Linked DNA regions of Sus scrofa: region 1 is linked to region 2. Evidence: chromatin contacts called from public HiChIP or PLAC-seq data. All regions are on one chromosome and are shown on one strand. The core of a region is the stretch at or near the end of the contact, and the rest is flanking DNA. Distances in the headings are between cores, read along the strand shown. Region 1 overlaps C9H1orf21. Region 2 overlaps LOC110255527 (a long non-coding RNA gene).

Evidence for each region. HiChIP or PLAC-seq counts read pairs in DNA pulled down with a chosen protein or histone mark.
Region 1: an H3K27ac HiChIP or PLAC-seq map of skeletal muscle shows a contact between it and region 2. The contact joins two enhancer-like sites. A contact is called at or near these places in 4 of 47 Hi-C or Micro-C datasets (epiblast stem cells, psoas muscle and skeletal muscle) and 1 of 2 datasets of contacts at active chromatin or transcription factors (skeletal muscle).

Annotation. Positions count from the first base shown.
Region 1 is chr9:125,716,996-125,720,379 of Sscrofa11.1, forward strand. The region is part of intron 2 of C9H1orf21; the gene reads left to right. Among named protein-coding and RNA genes, the nearest start is that of C9H1orf21, 110 kb to the left of the region's middle. Within about 2 kb of position 1,321, at least 3 of the 83 cell types and tissues checked have an H3K27ac peak or open chromatin away from gene starts, as enhancers often do. A contact at or near this core is called in skeletal muscle, where this site is marked.
Region 2 is chr9:125,475,904-125,479,122 of Sscrofa11.1, forward strand. It overlaps LOC110255527 (a long non-coding RNA gene), which reads right to left. Exons shown (of 2, transcript XR_002335969.1): 1 at 2,550-3,219. Among named protein-coding and RNA genes, the nearest start is that of C9H1orf21, 140 kb to the right of the region's middle. Within about 2 kb of position 1,773, at least 7 of the 83 cell types and tissues checked have an H3K27ac peak or open chromatin away from gene starts, as enhancers often do. A contact at or near this core is called in skeletal muscle, where this site is marked.

The DNA of each region.
Region 1 (3,384 bases), core at 71-2,570, 240 kb after region 2:
TTGAATCGGAGCTGTGGCTGCCAGCCTACGCCACAGCCACAGCCACACCAGATCCGAGCCATGTTTATGACCTACACCGCAGCTCACAGCAACGCCAGATCCTTAACCCACTGAGCGAGGCCAGGGATCAAACTTGCGTCCTCATGAATACTAGTCAGATTCGTTTCCTCTGAGCCATGATGGGAACGCCCACATTTTGTTATTTGTTAAGTCACTTAATCATAATACCTATGAGGTAGGTTCCAATAGGAACCTGTCAGTTTGGTCCCCAAATCTGTACATTTCACCACTGTGCCAGGCTATGTTATCTTCATGTCCTTTTTAACTTAGAGTTACCACCTGCATAGGTTTTAAAATATGAAAAGCGATGTGGTCAGGATGCTGGCTTACTGAGAGAAAGTTCTGTATTTTTATACACCTGTCGCCACTGGGAATATCGGCACACATAGTACTTACCCTCATTGGGGCTCATTACTGATGGCAAAGTTCTCCTGTCCCCACTTCTCAGTGCCAGTCCCACTTCTCGTCACACTGAATGTCAGGGCTCTGAACAGAGCCCTCACTTTGCTGACTCATGGGACCCTAGTTCAATGATTCGGTGTCATTCTGCCTGTCCCCTACACCCAGTAGGTTGCTTAACATTGAGAATAAATTGAAAGGTAGGAAATAACGTTGATATAAATCTCGCTTGTATGTTTATTTTTAGCTAATGGGCCTTGTCTTGCTGTTCATTTCAAAGCATACAGAGAAGGAATCATGTGGGCGACAGATTCCTAATTCGAACTTGAGCCATCTTCATCCTTTGTGAATTGAGTCTCGTCTCTCACTCCGCAGCTTTTCTGCTATAACTAATTATTTGCCGGAGTGACTTCTCTTAGAGAACACAGTGGTTTCCCCTAATGCAGCTGTTCCATTGCCAAGTGTTCAAAGGAAAAGCAATACGCTTTCAGCTCGGATAGAACTCTGACAATCAGAATTATTTATTTAAGAAATATTTATGGAGCAGTTGCCAGAAACTGACTGACTTTCACGAGGGGATGTAGCATGAACAAGACTGACCACCCTCATTTTGCTCACATCCTAGGGAGCGGCCCGGGCAGGAAACAGACCCATGGCCACACCGTCAGGTGGGGACGAGCACAGAGAGAAGAACACAGAACACACACGAGAGGGACGGGGTGGCTATTTTAGGTTCAGAGGTCAGAGGCGGTCTGCCTGAGCACTTGACCTTTGTGAGCAGAGACCTGAAGGCAGGGAGCAGGCCATGAGAACACCCAAGAACACAGTGTTTCAGGCCGAGGAACATCAGGGCCAGATTCCTGAGAGGGGCCAGCTGGTGGCTCCAGGAGAAAGCCTGATGCCCTCAGGTCGCCAGAGGGGAGGGTGATGCACTCAGAGAGGGCACCTCGGGTGAGACCGCACATTGCCCTGTAGCTCAGGGGTGGAGTCTGGATTCTATTCTAAACCTAATAGAAGCCAGAAGAAGGTTTGGGGATTGGGGGTGGGTGGTGCCGGAGTCTGACTTTGGCTTTTCCTTTAAAGGCTTACTCTGGCTGCTCTGGAGGGAATAGACTCGAATGCACAAGAGTGGGAGCAGGTGACCATTTAGAAGCTGGTTGAGGCAAGAGCTGCTGCTGGTCTGGTCTAGGGAAGCACTGCTGGAGCCAGTGAGGTGTGGTCAAAGAGAGCATCATTACAGCTTCTTAGTGCAGGGCTGGAGCGTAGGTGGAGTTTTTCACAAACAGGTGCTCCTCCTCTTCAGTGGTCTTCAAGTTCTGAAGCAAGACCATGTCCTGAGGCTTAGCACCACGGGGCGAAGAAGGAAGCCAGTATTGTGAAAGTAAAGACTTTTCCCGGGTGGGGCTATAAGGGTGAACAAGGTTGAAATTCTGCATCTGTGTTTTTTGCTTCGTTTTTTCGCCTTTTTGAGGCATATCCATTTGATGCTGGTGGGGGCGCAGGGAGCAGTGTAGCTCTGGTCTCACTTGAGTTTGCAGTGCTAGCGGGTACCTAAGCAAGGGGCACTGCCCCTGTGAAGCAAGTCGCTTCAGGGCTTCCGAACCTCCTGGGTGTCATGTGACTGTCCAGCATTTCATCTGCTCTGACGGACACTATTTAACATGAGTGTGAAGGGATCTTCCGACAGGACTCGTTTCTTCATTGTTAGCGAGTGGCTTGAGGCCAGGCGTGCCTGGAAGTCTGGTCTCCCCTCCCGTCCCCTGGCTCTCGCTTCACCCCAGCACTCTCTCTTCTGGGTCCCACACTCTGTTCCTCATGGGACTCTGGGCTCCGGTTTCTTCTTTCCCTGCCCTGCCCTGAGCTTTATTCCCTTCGATTTGGATAAATCCATCCTCCCAGCTCTGTTTCCTTTTACAAGTTCCCAGAATAGGAGCAATGTCCTATGAGACGCACCAGCGGATACACGCACGAAACAGAGGTCTCTGTAGGGGCAAATGACGCCCCCCGGAGACTTCCTCATTATGAATCACTTTTCCGATTTGCATTGTTACCTCGGAGGAAAAATCATGTCACACCCTTACTCATCTTCCTGCCCTCTCCTCACTCCCTCCACCCCCTGGGTAGCAGCATCAGTATCCACAATATTGATGGATGCTGATGCTGCTACCACAAGAGACGCTCTTGAGCGCTCAGTAGACTCTTACAGTAGAAGACAATTGCCTATGAAAAGTTAGGGTAAATGTGTAACCTTCTTGTTAGATACCCTCACTATTTGTAGAAAGTTGGGCTTGGGGGGGGGGTTGGTATGCTTCCTTAGATTGTGGGGAGAAGAGAAGTTGACAGGAAATGGAAGATGAAATTGTATATAAAGAGTCAAACGGCCAACTGGAAGGGGTAGAAAAAGGAACAGGTAACAGGAGGGCTGGGCAAAATGGGGTGTGGTAAGCCAAGGTCAGGTCTACCTATAAAACATCCCACAGGAGACAAATGAATCATCTCTAGGTGCTCCCAGTTCAGGGGAAGTTTTAAAAATTTCAAGTTGCATCTTAGATGGGTGACAAGGCTTGTTCCCTGGGCAGCAGTTGCCTCAAGTGGTGATGTTGGCTGCTTCTGGAAACTGACATGGTGAGGGTAGAAAAGGGGTGAGCCTACAATTCCTGCTTTTCTGGTCTGGCTCTGGGTGTATGTCTGCCACATCGCGTAGGAGCAGTAGGGAACTGTATCGCCCACTGGCCTTGATCAGGTGAAAAGCCTCTTTACCCCATGTACAAGAAACTTGGGAACACGTCCAGGTCATACATGATGCTTGAAAATCTTTGAACTCTTGAGATGTTACCTAACTCAGGCCTTCGGGTGCAAAAGCAGCATCTCAGGAAGGCAGCTGAAAGAGAGCAGGCAGAAGACGTGCAAAGGAACTGTGGCTGT
Region 2 (3,219 bases), core at 523-3,022:
AAGAGTTCAAGGCAACAGAGGATTTGTCATAAGGCAGTGGGTGATTAATTGTCAAATGAACTGCACAGACAGCCATGTTCTTACAGGAATGGAACCTTCCTGGGTTGTTTCTGGGAGTAAGTAGGGCATACATTATAAACAGGTGTAAATGAACAAGCTGGCTGAGAGGAAGGAGCTTGGAGTGGACACAGGAAATCCAAGGAATTTGCCTCTGGTGGGCAGTGACCAACGGTACCACACTGGAAATACTGAGCCATGAAGAGCTATTGCCATTGAAATTAGTCAAAAAGAGTTGAGTATCGATTATTTCATATGGTTCACCTTAAACTTTTGGAGGATTGGTAAACATTTTTATACTGAAAATATAACTTTTAAACTGAAAAGTTAACGTGGCTCTTTAAAATATAACTTTTAACCTGAAAAGTTAACGTGGCTCTTTCTGTGAATTGGAAGATACATCTGGAGCATAGTTTTGGTATCTTATTTGGCCATTAGTACTGACAGCTAACACTCATGGCATCCCTTCCATGTACGCTCCTCAGTACATGGCTTGTCTCATTTCAAATTCATAAAAGCTGTGAATTAGGTTAATATTTATTTTATATAGGAAAGCAAGGCTCAGAAAAGTTCATTAACTTGCCCAAAGTTATACAGTTGGTAAGTGATGGACCAAGTCTGTGACTCGAATATGTATGTATAGATCAGAAAGAGATTCTAAAACCATAGCCAAGGTCACTATCACTGCTATTACTAAATATTAGCTTCAGTTCCAAACTTCCAAGCAGCCAAAGCAAAAAGTACAGCACCCAGTCAGTTAGTCTTCACTGCATTTTCAGGAGAGACAACATTTTTCCTGGCACTGAATTCTCAAAGGGGTGTCTCAAGCTGGCCCTTAATCATGGTAGTATCAGCAACACCACTTCCATATTCCATTCTGGTCTGCCCTCCAGTGAGGCCTCCTCTGAGAGCTCTGGTCTGGCTGCCCCATCTGAATCCACACCCTGTGCTCAAGCACTCGAGGAAATACAGCCTCTGATTCTGCCCTGGGTCTGGACCGGCTTTCTCTTAGTTACATGTTAAGATTGTATCTTCAATTCCTATCCGAAATGGGTATGGAAAATAACACACGAAAACTGTGCTTACTAGAAAACTGGACCCTGTCCCCTGCTCATTCGATGAGGACTTACTGAAAATCCACTCTCAGCAGGACACTGTTTAAGGCAAAAATCACGCAGCAGGGAACTGCACAGGTAACATTCTAGCCCTATGGAGCCTCTATTTTTGTGGGAGGGCAGATAACACATAAAGAAATAAATATATTCCGCCAGGTAAGGCTAGGTGCTGGGAGACACGTAAGCAGGCTACAGGAGAGTGTGTGCTATTTTAGGGAGGGCTTGCTCAGGAAGCCGCCTCTGCATGGCTCAGCTTTCATCTCATGCCTTTCTATCTGACTGCATCACCTTTTCCTTAGCAACACAACACGGAATAAACATTGCAGAACCAAATGCCTTCCACCAAGTTGACCACTGAGCAGGGCAGGAAAATGTTCTGCTACTATTTGAGGCAGAGATTTTTTTTTTGCCAAATTGCTCGAAACAAAAATAACTGTTCGTACCAGCCCAGTCATTTCAATGGTAAATCTAATCTGAACCTAAGTTGTTGAATCCACACTTTTTCTGAATTTCCTTCCTGGATGCCAGAATAGAGTCATTTATGTAGCCCTTAGTATGGGCCACACCCTCAATACATATTATTAGCTCATTGAATGAGATTCCAGTAATCACGAAAGAAAGAGGCAACAGAGCAGGTGGTTGGGAAGCCGGGCTCTGGAGTCTAGACCACCTGGGTCTATACCTGAACCCTAAGAATTCCTAGTTAGTGATTATAGGCAAGCTGTTTCACCTGAGACTGGTCTTCTTGTCTGTAAACTGGATGTGACAATAGTATGTACCTCAGAAGGTTATTGTGAGGGTATATATTAATTTGTATGTTTTGACATTGAGAATATATCCGGCATATAGCAAGTGCTTATTATTTTAACTCCAACTTACAGGTGAAGCTATGGAGACTCTGAGAGGTTAAGTAACTTATCTGAGGTCATACAGGTCATGAGTGGCCGTATCAGCATTTAAACCTAGGTTTTTCTGATTCCAAATTCATGCTCCTCCTTCTATGACTGCCTCTGTCGCCATCAGGAGAACTTAATGTTTCCTCTAAGAGATTTAGATCCAATAACCATAGCAAAATTATAGCGAAGTCAGAAGGGGTCATGAGAGACTGGGTCATAAATTGCACCAGTGAAAGATCGATCGGTAACATTTATCAAGTGCTGTTGTGCTCAAGGCCTCCCACTCAATAAACCCTGGTGACATAGGTCAAGTGGGTTTTGCCTTTGCCTGATTTTCCGCTTCATTCCTTCGTTTGTTTGTTTGTATAACACTTACCGAGCAGTGGGGGATTCCTAGGAATACATGAAATACTCCTGTCCATAGTTGGGGGTGGGGGGTGGCTGGGGAGAAAAGGGCAGAAAACGCAGGCAAATGACAAACCGGTAGAGTACGTGGTCAGATGCTCCAGATGGTGGCCCCTGTCACAGCAGGACTGGAATGAGAAGCAGGAGCACGGTTGGTCCAAGGTAGGGCCAGGCACAAAGAGTTTGATCTGGATCCTGCAGGAAGTGACCAGCATAAATTAGCCAGGGTCCTCTGAATCAATGGTGTCGCATTTAACACCTAGAAAAAAAAGGGTTACCGAAGTAAGTGATGGGCAAAAACATTACAAATTCAACACATGTTTTGGGGGTAAGCGTTGATGTGATGGCGCCATATTTATAAAATGGGTTTTAACCCAGCAGCGTTGTTACAGGAAGAAATCTGAATCAGACACTCTCATGTTAAAGAATTTCTTTGGTTCGGTGACTGTATCCATCAGGATGAGGTCAGAAAGTTTTAATAGATTAATAAAAAGAATTGTTAACCAGCTATGTTATCAACTAGGTCACTAAACAGTGTAAAGACAACTTGACTGCATCACAGAGGTGGCCACTGCCGGAAGCAGCTCTCATGTCTATGGACAGCAAGGAAAGAGGTTGGAATTATTAAAACTTAGAAACGGAGGCGCTGGGCTCTGTAGAGACCAGGACCTACGCCTCTGAGGAGAGAGTGCTGACCCACTGCTGGTGTCTCTTGGGGGACACCGCGAGGCTGGTTCTGCGAGGGT